Regions from separate parts of the Macaca mulatta genome. Here regions 1 and 3 are each linked to region 2. Evidence: chromatin contacts called from public Hi-C data. All regions are on one chromosome and are shown on one strand. The core of a region is the stretch at or near the end of the contact, and the rest is flanking DNA. Distances in the headings are between cores, read along the strand shown. Region 1 holds the start of PCNX4 (pecanex 4). Region 2 holds the start of DHRS7 (dehydrogenase/reductase 7). Region 3 holds the start of PPM1A (protein phosphatase, Mg2+/Mn2+ dependent 1A).

Evidence for each region. Hi-C and Micro-C count contacts between places; a contact is called where the count stands out from the background.
Region 1: a Hi-C map of fetal cortex germinal zone shows a contact between it and region 2, with 2.2 times the contacts expected there. The contact joins the promoter of PCNX4 here to the promoter of DHRS7 in region 2. A contact is called at or near these places in 2 of 14 Hi-C or Micro-C datasets (fetal cortex germinal zone and fetal cortical plate).
Region 3: a Hi-C map of CD4 T cells shows a contact between it and region 2, with 4 times the contacts expected there. The contact joins the promoter of PPM1A here to the promoter of DHRS7 in region 2. A contact is called at or near these places in 3 of 14 Hi-C or Micro-C datasets (CD4 T cells, blood and liver).

What each region holds. Positions count from the first base shown.
Region 1 is chr7:133,214,059-133,218,891 of T2T-MMU8v2.0, reverse strand. It overlaps PCNX4 (pecanex 4), which reads right to left and starts at 2,767. Exons shown (of 12, transcript XR_013396288.1): 1 at 2,342-2,767.
Region 2 is chr7:133,288,675-133,293,349 of T2T-MMU8v2.0, reverse strand. It overlaps DHRS7 (dehydrogenase/reductase 7), which reads left to right and starts at 3,189. Exons shown (of 7, transcript NM_001261687.1): 1 at 3,189-3,458. The coding sequence starts at 3,326.
Region 3 is chr7:133,379,327-133,383,911 of T2T-MMU8v2.0, reverse strand. It overlaps PPM1A (protein phosphatase, Mg2+/Mn2+ dependent 1A), which reads right to left and starts at 3,328. Exons shown (of 7, transcript XM_077941090.1): 1 at 2,928-3,328.

The sequences.
Region 1 (4,833 bases), core at 1,518-4,017, 74 kb after region 2:
GGGCTCTACAGCAACACAGGTATATTGCAAAAACCTGCAGAGATGGGGGAGCAGCTTAACGCCAGAGCCTACCGCCCTTCACAGGCTGGGGACTTACAGGTATGGGCAGAAGGGGTCTGGGCTGTCTGGTTCACTGCCCGGCAGGATATTGATAAGATGTTCCTATGATCAGGTGGTTTGGCCCTTTTTTCCGGTTGCAGGGTATGATAGGGATGTTCCTTCAGTCGGGCCTTTGCTTAGCAGGGTATGATAAGGATGTTCTTGTGCACTGTGGTCAGGTGGTTAGGCAGGATGTTTCTCACAGCCCAAACTCCCATGGAATGTGTTACTTTGACCAAGGTCTGCAAAATGGTGGGGGGAGTTACAAAATGGTGCAGTTTGGACTAACAATTGCCAAATGAAAGGGAATTTCATTTTGAAGCTAGAGAACTGGAAGGATAACTTGGGGGAAGAGGGTTCTTTGGAGAAAAGTGGGTCCAAGAGGAATCTACAAAGTGTAAAAATGGGAAACTTTTGATAGCTAAGCCAGCATGAGGGGATTGGTATCCAGTACCCTGTAACAAGTGAGAAAGTGTTTAAAAAACAAGGTCCTCACCACTGTGAAAGTGAAAACAACCTATAGGATGGAAGAAAATTTGTGCAAATCATATATATATACATATATGACTTACAACCGGACTATATAAAGAACTCTTACAATTTAATAACGAGAAGTCAAATAATCCAATCTTTAAAAAATGAGCAAAGGATCTGAATAGACATTTAACCAAAGATGATATACAAGCGGTTAATAAGCACAGAAAATATAAAATGATGCTCAACATCATTACTCATTAGAAAAACACAAGTTGAAACCATAATTAGGTACCATTTCAAATCCTCTTGACTGGCTACAATAAAAATGGCAGACAATAATAAGTATTGATGAGACTGTGGAGAAATCAGAACCCTCAAACATATCTGGCGGTTATGTAAAATGATACAGCTCCTTTGGAAAACAGTCTGGCAGTTCCTCAAAAGGCTAGAGTTACCATATAACCCAGTAATTCTACTCTCAGGTATACACCCAACAGAAATAAAAACATGTATGTATACACAAAAATCTGTACACAAAACATTCATAGAAGAAATATTACTAACAGCCAAAAAAATGAAAACGACCCAAATGTTCATCAATGAATGGATAAAATGTGATATATCCACACAATGGAATTAGGCTATAAAAAGGAATGACGTACTCATACATTCTACAACATGGCTGAACCTTGAAAACACACTAAGTGAAAGCCCGTTACAAAAGGCCACATATTGTATTATCCTATCTTTGTGAAATGTCCAAAATAAGCAAATTTATGGGGACGGAAAATAGATTAGTAATTGCTTATGGCTGGTGGGGTAAGGTTAATGGGGGAGGTGGTGACTGCTGAGGGTAAAGAGTTTCTTTTTGGGGTGATGCAAATGTTCTAAACTTGACTGTGGTAAGGGTTGCACAATTCTGTAAATGGGTGAACTCTACTGAATGTAAATTACATCTCAATAAAGCTCTTAAAAAGGAAAAAGAAAAGGTTCCCCGATTGGTATTTTCCACAGCAGTTAATAATTAGAAGGCAGCTCTTTAGGAAATTTAGGAGTAGCCAACAGATGCTCCAAACAGTTAAATTTGTAAAAAGGCAACATCTGAACTGGATGCTATGCTAAAGGTTTGGGGATCTGGCGTGAGTGGCGGTGGATACCAAATAACATGAAGGACAGTCTTTGCCCTAACTGCAGGAATGATTTAATGAAGAAAACAAACACCTAAAAATAGTAAAAAATGAGTAAGTGAAAAATGATGGATACGAAGCAGATAACCAATGCAGCGGCATGAAAAACAACTTTCGATTCACTGGAGTAAATTCTGGTCCTGGACAGACAGGAGGTTGTGGGGACAGAGATCGAGATCAGTGGGGGAAGGAGCGCTTCACGTTCAGGGGCCCATGAGTTGAACAATTCGGACAAAAGAGGTTTAGCTGGAGATAAGGCGTGAGAGTACAGTTCTATCTAAGGGACACAGCTCCGGGTGTGCCATTTTCCATTTCGTACGAGTCTCTTAGAAACAAAATGCTACAAATTCAACAGACTAAAGTAGTCTTTCAAAGTAAAGTTAAAATCACACTGAATTACTATCTCTAATGACTGAGTTCATTAAGCGCAATAATTGCACTTACAGGTTTTGAAACTAAAAAGGAAAAATGTGTTTCTTGTGGCAATGAATACTCCAAGAACAACTTGGCTCTCCGCACAGGCTTGGACATTAAAGCGCCGAAGAAGTCCCAAGGTGGACATCGGACAACGAACGTACCTCAAGTCAACCGAGGGAAGCGAAGACGCGAAGGCATCCCGGGGACTGCATTTTTGCAGGTAAACCCGGGCTAGGCGCTCCCGCCGGGAGGTTGGCTATTGCCCGAATGCGGAGGCAGAAAAGCTGCGGCGTCCCAACAACAAGCTCACCGTGGCCCCGCCCGGGCCAGCTCTCGGTTTCCATGGCTAACGTCAACTCCGGCGACCGCCACCCGGAGCTGAACAGAGCGCGTGCGCGCTCAGGACCTGGCCGGCGCCCGGCTGGCCTCGCTGCCCCGGTCTATGCTCGCTCCGGGGGCGGGCCCTGCCGTACAGCAGGCTTGGCCTAAAGGAAGCAGGGAAATAGCGCGCTTCGTTCGCGCCAAGCTTAGGCCAACATTTGCCTGGCCAGGGACGACGTGAGTCGCTCATGCTCTGGTCTGGCACTGGGCCTAGGAGAAGCACCAGCGGCGAGAGCGGGGACGCCCTGAACTTTCCACTGGGCCGGGCCTTTACGCAGGAGTGTCGTTGCCCTGGTGACGTGACGTCCTTCCTCAGGATTGTGCGCCGGGGTCGGAGAACAGAAGTGCAACCGCCATTTTGCGCATCAATTCCCCAGAGGTTGGGTCAGGTTGTCTTAACGCAAGCAGAGGGGTGTGGCAGGGCTCCAACCGCTCGGGGTCCCGCGACTTCCATTAATGAATTCGCACACTGGCCCTCACCACTCAACACACCGACGGTAATGAATGTTTTTTGAGTGATACTACATGCAACCTATTCGGCTTGGACGATTGGGGGACTGCATATACGTGATCGCTATCGCTTCAGTTTGTGGCCGCGTCTTAAAATACAAGGAACCAACATGTCCATCATAGAAACGTGTTATTAAGATATTAGTAAAACAAGGCAGAGTTCCGGCGTTCCAATTAAAAGGCCGTGGCTGATTCTTATTAGTGTGGCGGGAATCTTTACAGCCTGGCCGCAGAGACCCCAATTAAGGCTAGTTAAAAAGTTATCCCTATATCCAGGGCTCACCTCCCCCATTCTCCACGAAATATGAGCCCCCTCCCCCCCACCAAGTTCTGGAAACGTTCCAGATTGCCAATTGGGAGTCCTCAACACGGCCCCGGAGAGCATTAACAATAATTGGTCTCAGCTGATTTAGAGGCTCGTGTAAGGGAACTTTGAAGCTAACTTGTCGGTATCAAGGTACCCGCAACTCCCCCATGTGATTGGTTAGATACTGTAGCAAGTTCTGCACACTTCAGAGTCCAAGATGACTTGTGGACTGTGTTGTTTGGATCCCCATTCCTCAAAACTATAAACGAGGCCTTAATTTTTTTTTTTTTTTTTTTAGTTCTTGGCTCTTGGCTATCCTGGAAATGATGACTTTGTATTTAAGTATTTAGGTTTTCAGTTCATAATAGAAAAATAATTACTGTGTGAATATTAAAAGAAAGCCAAAGTTGTATTTATTTATTTATTTTTAAGATATTCTGTTCAGAGGAAAAGTGTAGTTTGTTGAAAGCGTGTGGAAGAAAACCCGGGATATACATATACTTGTCTTCAAGGACTTAATTTGCAGGTAGACCCTTTCGTAGTTTGGTGTCTTCACGATTTGATAGAATATGGGAAAATGTGCTGTTGGTCCATCCTAAGTTTTTCTCATTGAAGCTCACTTATTGCGGGTCAGAGTACCACATTAAGCATCTTGGAAGCACCAGTTACCGCTAAGAAGTCTGTTTCATATGGTTAAGAGTAGAGGCTCCAGAGTCAGGAACTCTGGGTTGAAACCCTGGCACCACTGCTCACTACTTGTGTGATCTTGAGGTTATGTAATTTCTCTAGTGCTCGGTTTCCGCATATCTTGTAAAATAAGGCAAACAATAGAACTTAACCCACAGAGAGTTATGTCATTGGATTAAATCAAATAATTGTAAATTGCTTAGCAGAGTAAATGGCACAGCATAAATGCTTAGTAAGGATGAGCTATTATCTTTATGTAGAGGGTGTATTTATGCTTGTTCTTCTCATGGCCTTTACGTATGACCCAATCAGAATTAACATGTTTATTGTTGAAATATCTGCTGTTTTTCAAATATATTTGAACATCACACTTTCTTAGAATAAAATTAGTAGAGCATATGGTACAAGCCCTTTGGTTAGCTGTGTATAAAATATTCATTCAGCATTTATTGAAATAGTGAAGGGAATAGTGGTTCCTATTTGTCAGGAACTACACTAATTGCTGTAGAAAGTCAAATAAAACATGATCCTTAAGGAATTTATCAAAAGGTAACTTGGACATCAAGGATATAACTTGAACAACAGGACATCAGTAATTACAGTGTGTGTGATAAACAGGTATGCGCTGAAGTTCAGAAACAAAGTGGGACACATAATTCTGGGGAAATTAAGGATAGTTGCAATCCGGTTTTAAAGGGTGAGTAGACAGCTGGGCCAGGTGTGGTGGCTCATGCCTGCAATCCTAGCACTTTGGGAGGCTGAGGTAGG
Region 2 (4,675 bases), core at 1,940-4,439:
GAATTTTAAGAAAATATTCGCATATTTTAAGAAATTTAACCTAATTTTTTTAACTTTTTACTTTAAAATGATTATAGATTCACAGGAAGTTGCCAAGATGGAATAGATGTGTACCCTGTACCCCGTTCCCCCCACTAGTAATTTTACATAATTTTAAAACAATAACAGAACCAGGGGATTGGTATTGGCAAAATCCACAGACCTCATTCAACTTTCACCAGCTTTGCATGTACTCATGTGTGTATGAGTGTTTGAAGTTCTAGATTCGAAAAACCACCACCACTACTAAATCATATACCAAGATATATAAAGGGAAGTTTGAAACACGGCATTTAAGGGAGAGAGAGAGTGAGAGCCATAAACTGCTTATGTTTAAGAGTCTCAAGATATTGTGGAAATTGGCTAATCTAAACAAACAATCGCACTGATATGGGGAACTGCTTGTGGTGAATAGTGGAGTGAGATATTCTTATTGAGGGATCCCATGAGATTACTAAAGATAAGAAAATAACTTATATTTTCTTATAAATAAGACTCTAGGTAAGACCTTGTCTGCCTGAAGAATATCAGAAAACTAGACAATGACCTGAATGCTTGTACCTGGGGTATAGCCAGGCAGGTGTAAGCCGGAGCGTGTGGTGGGAGGCAGCTAATAGATTGCAGAGCTCCTCCTCTCCACTGTGGCCAGCCAGGTTGCAGGATTTCTGAGTAAGGGTGTTGTGAGTTTTGGGGGCAGGGCAATTCTTTGTTGGGTATGTCTTTACATAGTGCCCAGACCTTTAGCACTCTGATGGCACCCTGGCTAGCTGGCACTATGGCAACTGTTCATCCAACACATTTCCAAAAGCATCTAAGGGATGTGAAAACACCCTCAATCAAAAACTACAAACCCCTTCTTGTTCTTGAGGAAAAATATTCCCTCCCTAGACTTCCTTGGTTCCTGTTTCCACTCACAGCTTCCACTCACTTTTTCTTTTTCCCCCACCCAGGGACTGCCAATCTTGGAGGATCTGGATTTTTAAAGTTATTTTTGTGTAATTCTTTTGTTATGGAAGGTGGCAATTGCTTACGCACAGCTGCCTTCATCTTAGCTGACCTGAATGGGCCTTAGCTGCCATGAATAGGCCTGAGCCCAGACCATCAAAAGTGGCCATTACTAAAAGGAGGGAAGGCAGGGTACCATTCTATTACATCTGCAATTAAAAATGAAGGTTACCAGTTATAGAAAGACTTTGGGACCCCTTGGCTGTGACTTTATTCAAAGCATTTTAATAATACTCAGAGAAGACTGACATATTTAATGCTAGCAACTCTCATTTTAACATTGACTTCAGAACATCAAGGAGGTTTTAAAAAATTGAATTTTAATTTTTAATTTTTGTGGGTACATAGTAGGTCTATATATTTATGGAGTATGTGAGATACTTTGATACAGGTATACAATGTGTAATAATCACTCATGGTAAATGGGGTATCCATCCCCTCAAGCATTTATCCTTTGTGTTACAAGCAATCCAATTTTACTCTTCTGGTTATTTTAAAACATACAACTAAATTATTATTGACTATAGGCAACCCATTGTGCTATCAAATATGAGGTCTTATTCATTCTTTCTAACTATAATTGTACCCATTAACCATCTCCAGTTTCCCCCAACCCTCTCACTACTCTTCTCAGCCTCTGGTAACTATCCTTCTACTCTCTCTGAAGGAGGTTTAAATTTCAAGGAAAGGAGAATTCAACCAATGTGGGCTTATTGTTTCTCATGTCAACACTAAGCTATGTATTGCAGACTCTTCAAAATGAGCATCAGATTTGCTACTCTATTTCAAGGATTCTAAAGTTCTATTGCAACAATAATATATTAACCCTGAAAATAATTAAAAAACAATATCAAACATAGTTCAGAAGTAATTGTGGAAAGAGCTGAGATTAGGGTAGAGATGACTGTGAGTCCAGATAACTCCAAAAAGCTTTTTAGAGAAGGATGAGGGTGGGAAGGTTTATAATAGGATTAAAAAAAGAGAAGGAAGAGCTGTTTAAGGAAATTTGATTACTGCAAGTAACATTCTTCAAAACATTTGAAGAAAAACAAAAGTTTGGCACGCAAGACTGGAAAAAGAAAACAACATTGGGGAAGGAAGTCACAGCTTCTTTTATTTCCATGACTGTTTTAAAGTCATATTTAGTTTCAGCCAAGGAACAGCCTTTGACATCAGAGCATACAAGGTATTCTAGGACATAAAGAGGATGAAAGTTCTACTGCATCAACGTCCAGAACTTTCTCCATTTGGTCACAGGTCGTTCTCATACATGGCCTAGTATCTATGCACTCTAACTGGGTCCCTCTGAGGCTTGTGAATGGAAAGCCCTCTTGCTTTCAAATGCTTGAAAACAAGAAAGATGCTACTGTTAATGCCTTAAACACATGTAGGTATTTAGTGGGAAGTAATGAAATGTTTTGAAGCTCATTTCAAACGGAAATTAAGAACAGTAGTTTACTCTTTTGTGTATTAGAGTAGGCAAGACCTTGGTATTTTCATTACGTTCTCTGTTTTCATTTGCTGTTTATATTAGGATGTGAATCATGGCTTGGGTAAGGGGAGGATTTGGTACCAAGCTAGGCTTTGGTTGCCAAACAGACACTTTAGCTGAGAGTAAGTTTGTGTGTGGTCAGAACCAGGTTGTAAGGTGCCAACACAGCACATGGCTTCAGTCTTTTTTTCTCTAATTGTAAAAGGTCCTTGTCCCCATGGAGGGACCATTGCCTTGACTTGTGGGGTCTTTTGAGTGATAGCCACACTCTTCAGCACTCTCTCGACCTCATGAAAAGATACTGAAACTTGAAAAGGGAATGTTCTTTCTGAATAGGAATGGAGAAGAGGGGCCAGGCAAGAATGATTCTTTGTCTCCTGACTGTTGCTAGTTTTCCTGTACAGAGAGGAAATAATGTAGTATATAATATGTAGCTTATGTTTGAATCAGCTTTTTAAAAAATACTGGAATTTTATTTGTTTATTTTTGGTAGAGACAGGGTTTCCCAATGTTGCCCAGGCTGGTCTTGGAAACCTGAATTCAAGCAATCTGCCTGCCCCGCTGGGTGTGGCGCAAGAGGGCGCGGGCAGCCCCAGGGAGGCGAGTGCGGCCGCGAGTGCTGAGCCCGGGGCGCCCGAGCGGCTCCTCCTCCCGGCCTGCTCCCTGGGCAGAGCCGGGGCGGTGCCGCTCTGGGCTGGCCGAAAGAGTGGCGCTGCGATCCCGCAGGGCAGCGACGCGACTCTGGTGCGGGCTGTCTTCTTCCCCCGGAGCTGGGCGTGCGCGGCCGCGATGAACTGGGAGCTGCTGCTCTGGCTGCTGGCGCTGTGCGCGTTGCTCCTGCTAGTGGTGCAGCTGTTGCGCTTCCTGCGGGCTGACGGCGACCTGACGCTACTATGGGCCGAGTGGCAGGGACGACGCCCAGGTGAGGAACTGCCAAAGCCGCTCCCGACTGGGAGGCCGGGCTCGGAGCTGCCGAGGCGTGTCCGGGTCTCCGGGGGTTCCGCGGTGATCCCGGGTCCTTTGAGGGTTGCGTGGAGCTTCCGGAAGGCCTGGCTGCGCCTTACGCTGGGCTGCGGGTTGGGGAGGAGGACGCGAGGGCTGAAAAGCCCCTTTGTCTTCTGTCCTGGTCGGAAGATGGCACGGACTTGCCATTCAGGCTAGGAAACCTCTCCAGGGAGTGCCAAACTATAAGAGAGCACTGGAGTCGGCGGGGCCCCTGAGGACTCTGACATCCTACTCAGGACTCAAAGGATTCTAGTGTTGCCTCAGAGGACGATACTTTGAGAACAGTGAGCGTCCCCCTGCGTTTGTAAGGGAACCTCCTTTGTAAGTACTGAAAGCCCCGTCATTCTACTACCTGAAGTTGTCTAGCCTCCATTTCTCACTCCTGCTGTTTTGAAATAAAATCTGAGATAATCCGAAGTCACTCACCTACCTACTTATTGGGATGAAAGTTGAACACTAGAAAGAATTGAAATGGCAGTTTGCTGGAGTGAGATCATTGTTGGCATACTGCCCATCTCACTTTATCTGTGTCTTGCTTCGTATTTGACATTGTGTTTGTTTGCTATATGTAGGCTCTGTGCTCAGCGCTTTATACCCATAACCTTTAACGTTTCCAACTCTTACAAGGTAGGCATTATTAGTCTTATTTTCCAGATAGGGAAACTGATGTTCAGAGAAATTAAATGACCTACCAAAATCTAGGCTTTGGATCCTTAAGGACTTGGGGAAGTGGGGTTTCCCTAGACCAAGTTTCTGGTATAAAAATACTCAAAGCATGTTACAAAGTTTGCTTGGAAGAGATAGTAGCTCAAAAGATAGACTATGTTGTGGGGGCACTATGAGTTGGGCGTTGAGGGGGGTGATATTTATCCCAAGGTGAGAATTGGTTCTTGTGGACCAAAAAAAAAAAAAAAAAAAAAAAAAAAAAAAAAATCTGATACAGTGGTTTGTGCCCCTCCAAAGCTTAACCCCACCCGAGAAAATGTTATTCCTTAGTATTTCATTTTTCTGGTTGGGTTTTCTTGGGTATAGCCTGTGCAGCACTGACATTGAGTTCACGAAAAATACACAACATAGACGCGAGAGCAGTGCTAAGAAACTATGGCAAGTGATTGGGCTTTCTCCTTTTAAAGC
Region 3 (4,585 bases), core at 2,079-4,578, 90 kb before region 2:
CTGTGACATAAAATTACTACCCAACATAGAAGACGACACAACTTTTACCCAGTTGCCTCACCATACCTTCTCCCCTTCTCCAAGGTTTATATATTTCACAGGGCCATGCCTTGTTTTATCTTCTTGCTTAACTCTTACAAAACCCTGCCAGGGTCAATTTTCTTACATGGCCGTCTCTTTCTCCTGATTTGATTAAGGATGGAAAGTATTCAAGAGTATACTGACTCAGAGTCAGGTGCCCAGGCAAGAGTTAGATAATCATTTGAGGGGATCATCAAAATATCACCTTGCTACATTATTTCTACATGACCATAGATTTACATCTTAAAAAATTAATCCAGTTCTCACGGGCATTTCAGAGGTAACAAGTTCGTTGTGGATATATGCCACTCTTTGATTAAAAATTACAAATAAGCACACACACAGTTAAAGCAAAATCAGCTGTACATTCTACTAGCTATTAGAGTAAACAAATGGCCTAGGTATAATCTGAACAAACTCAAAGACTATAGGTATTTAGTAACTGCTTAGCAATATTTACCACATGACAAAATGATGTTGCCATAGATTTCTTTCAAAAACAAATGAGGTATTACAGAATTTTCAAAGGTTTAACAAGACCCAGCTTGAAGTGACAGAAAAAACCTTCATAATGTATTTTTATAATATCCTTCACATCAGACTACCAAGGGTCCTGTGCTTGTTCAAACCTGTAGTCTCAACCACCCTCTGTCTCCCATGAAATCTCCATCCTTCTCCCTCTCAAGAGTTTCTCTATACATCCCAATCCCAAAAGAAAAATCAAGAATAGCTTACAAGAATAGCTTTTCTAAAGAACCATCACCAACTTAGAATTTGTTAAATAAAACAGAACCGAGAAAGAAATCCAGCCTTAGAACACCGAAACATCTAAGTGCCTCACACATAACAGGTATTTATTTGGCAAAGGTATGGTGACTAGTCACACAATATTGATAAGAAAATTTAAAAATGTAATAACTGGACAGTACATATGATAATCTAATCTGCCCAACTGGCTTTACTGATTTGGAAGCTGAAACTCAAAAGGTTAAAGGACTTGTCCATGGACACAGATATTTTGGAGCATAGCCATGACTAAACAATCCTTGTCTCCTACTGCACTGTTCCCTTCAACCGGTCATATACCTCAGTCCATCATGTAAAAATATACAATATGTATACAAAATACATAAAAAGATACAAACAAAAAGGAATTTGATGACTATTATTTCTCAAATATAATGGAGGTAGTTAACTTCAAACATTATCAGTCTTAATATACCTTTCCCATAATGTAATTACTTCACTGATCTAAAAATGTTTTATGATATCAAATTAAAATGTCTTAAGCAACTGCCATGTGGTGCAGGAAGTTCATTATAGTTTCAATAATGTGGTACTGCTGTAAACTTCCAGGTTAAAAGTAATCATCCTTAAATGACTGAAAGTTTAATCAGATACATGTAAGTTACACATAACAAGAACAAAACTGTAACACTTGGAAATGTTACTTTGTGCTTCAAATTATTTATTGGTAAAGAAAGCATTAAGTCAATAAAAGTAACATCTAAGAACAGAAAATCTCCTTATTTTCAATTTTCTCATTTGTAAAATAAGGAGTTACAGAAAAACAATCTTTGGAAAAGGCCCAATATGTAGCAAGATAAAAGTATAAAAGTGAAGTATTTCAAAGAGAGTTGGGGACCAAACTCTGCTAAATTCCTGAGTGCTCTGGAACCCTAAGTCTCAGCAGAGTGGTGTTTCAACAAATCCCTCCACTTTTCGGAGCGAAACACACTCAGTAAAGTGGTTGTGTTTAAAACCTCAACGTGCAAGTTTGAAAAGACTGTTTTACACAACAATGTTTAAAAATTTCTAATTTATCTCAATAATGTCAAAATCATTTCCTTTGAGAAAATGACACCTCTCTCTCACACTTTTCCAACCACTTCTTGAAACACATTCAGCTCATTATTCCAATTAGCAGGAAACTCGGGGTGAGGCGGGGGTAGCACACAGACCCCATGGCTTGGACAACTGAAGCATGACCTTTGTGGATTTATAAGTACCATGTGGTGTTTGAGGAGAGAGAAGAAAAATACCTCAGGTGATGAAATTTTCAAAACGTATCTAAAACTGCAGTTGGTAGAAGGCTCTCCACAGCCAGCTGTCTTTCAAGAAAAGGATCCAAGTTTAATTAAAATCTACAAGCAGAACAGAACCATACCTCAACCAAGCTCTAACATCAAGAAGTTTTAACCAATTTACGTAGTTAAAAGGATGAGAAATCGGAATTTACTTCAATGGATGTTTTCGATGCCTTAATAATGAATGAACTGGAGGCATCACTCACTGACTTGAGTTCTGAAGGAGCTTCTCAGCCCTGCCCCCTGTAAACCCTTAAGCAATTTCTACAGAATTAGGTTTTTCGAGGCTAAGCCCGATTCAAAAGAAATCTCCCCGCCTCCCTCCCAGGGGCCAAAGCCCAGGACAGCAGGGGCGGCGCGCCCGGGAGGGTAGGGGCGGGAGGACGCCCCCTCCCCGCTCGGGAAAAGTTCCGCAGGCCGCTCTCCGGCCAGGCTGGCCCGCGGCCCTCGCCCGCTTCGCCGCCACAAACACCCCTCCCGGCCGCGGACGGCCAGGGGGTCGCGCCCCCTCCCCGCGCCGCCGCCACAAACACCCCGCCCCCGCCTCACCGCCACCGCCCTCGCCGAGCGTTAACCCCTCGCCGCCCGCCGCCCGGCTCGGGGGAGGAGGCCGGCCAGGGGGTGGAGTTGTCGCGTCTCCTCCCGGGAGCGCCCGGGCAGACGCCCGGCTTGTTTACAGGCCCCAGGCCTGCCCGCCGCCGCCGCCGCGCAGGCCCGCACCGCCCGCCCGCCCGCCGTCGGCCCAAGCGCCGCACTTACCCGGAGCAGCCGCAGGCGGGCAGGTCCCTGGTCGGCCGAGGCGGCGGCGGCGGCAGCCGGGGAGGGGGTCACCGCGGCGGCGGCGGCGGCAGCCGGGGAGGGGGTCACCGCGGCAGCGGCGGGCCAGGTCAGGCCGGGGAGGGGGCGGAGGAGGGGAGGAGCCGGGTTGCGTCCGGGCCCCCGGCTCTCGGCGCCCTCGCGGCTCAGATCATCCGGGCGTTGGAGAGGGAGGCAGAGAGCGGGTCCCGGAGGAGGAGGAGGAAGAGCCGAGGATTCATCGCTTTCGCGCCTCACCTGTCTAGCGTCCCCCCACCCCCCCTCCCCAACCACCCGTTCCGGAGCAGCAGCCGCCTGAGGACCCGAAGCTGCGGGCCGGACCGGCGCCGAGACCACTGCTCTCTAGCTCCCGCGCGCGCTCCCGTCCCTAGCGCCGCCGCCGCCGCCGCCGCCGCCTCTAGCGCGGCCCCGCGCAGGCGCGCTCACGACCGCGTCGCCCCTCCCCCACCCTCCGCTCGCCCCGCCCCGCTGGCTCCACCGCCGCTACAGCTGCGGCGCGGCGAGCAGCTACAGAGACCCGGATGTCGTTGGGCAGGAACTGCGGCGAAGGCTGGCGGGCGGGGGAGGGGCCGCCACAGATGACGTCACTGCCCTACCCAGCCTCTTTCTCCGCTGCTGCCGCCGCCGTCGCCTTGCGGCCTGGAGCACCAGGCTGAAGCCGAAGGGAGCGGGGTCCGGATAGCAGCGAGGACTCGGGCCTTCACGTTCTGGCGTCAGGGACTGGACAGAATGTGCGACTATTCGGTGCCCAGTAGATGGACAGCCCCTCCATGCCCGGCCCTTGGCCAAGTAGGGACTTGGAAGCTACCCCTACGGCGTCCGCGCCCCGAGCCCTGGCTTTCTACCAGCCTGCAGATACAAACCCCACTCCCTGCGAAGATGGTGTACACGCAGCCCCGATCACAGACCCGGAGCTGTCCACCCTTCTTGGGCGCCGTCGCGGTCTGGCCGCTGCCCTTCGAACCCATGATGGATCCCAGGCAGCTGCCAGACCCCCCTACCCCAGAGTCCCACGCCTCCAGAGCCTTCCTCTCCCAGTGACCCCATGAAGCCCAAGCAGGTGCCACGGCCACACACCTCGCGTCCCGAAGGGCAGAGACACGCACACTACCACCGCCCACCCACGTGCGAGTGCAGCTGATTCACGCACGGGGCACATGCTCTTTCTGGCAGGTTTTCCCTCTGTAGCTCAGGGGATTCCACATTGTATTTATTTGCACATGTTAGATAATCACGTGATTCTGTCCCAGGGGACCTCCAATGACCTCCAATGAGGTAGGTGAAGGAAATAGGATTTTTCAAAATCAGGAGAATAATCAGAAACATAACAGCTGCTTCTGTTAAGAGGTAGAGATGAGCTAAAGTTAATAGAAACTGCACGTGCCGGCTGCCAAAATCCAGTTCAGCTAGCTAGAAAACCCGACCCACGCTGCTTGCAGACGCCGGGTATAGAATGACAAACCCTAGGCAGCCAATGAATCGCAGCCTAGGAGCAGTACATCACCAGCATGAGTTCCCATTGGCTGGGGTGCCCTTCCCTCTCTTGTCAGCGGCTTAACCGGTTCACAAATTTGACCTACACATTCACAGGAGAAGAAGTT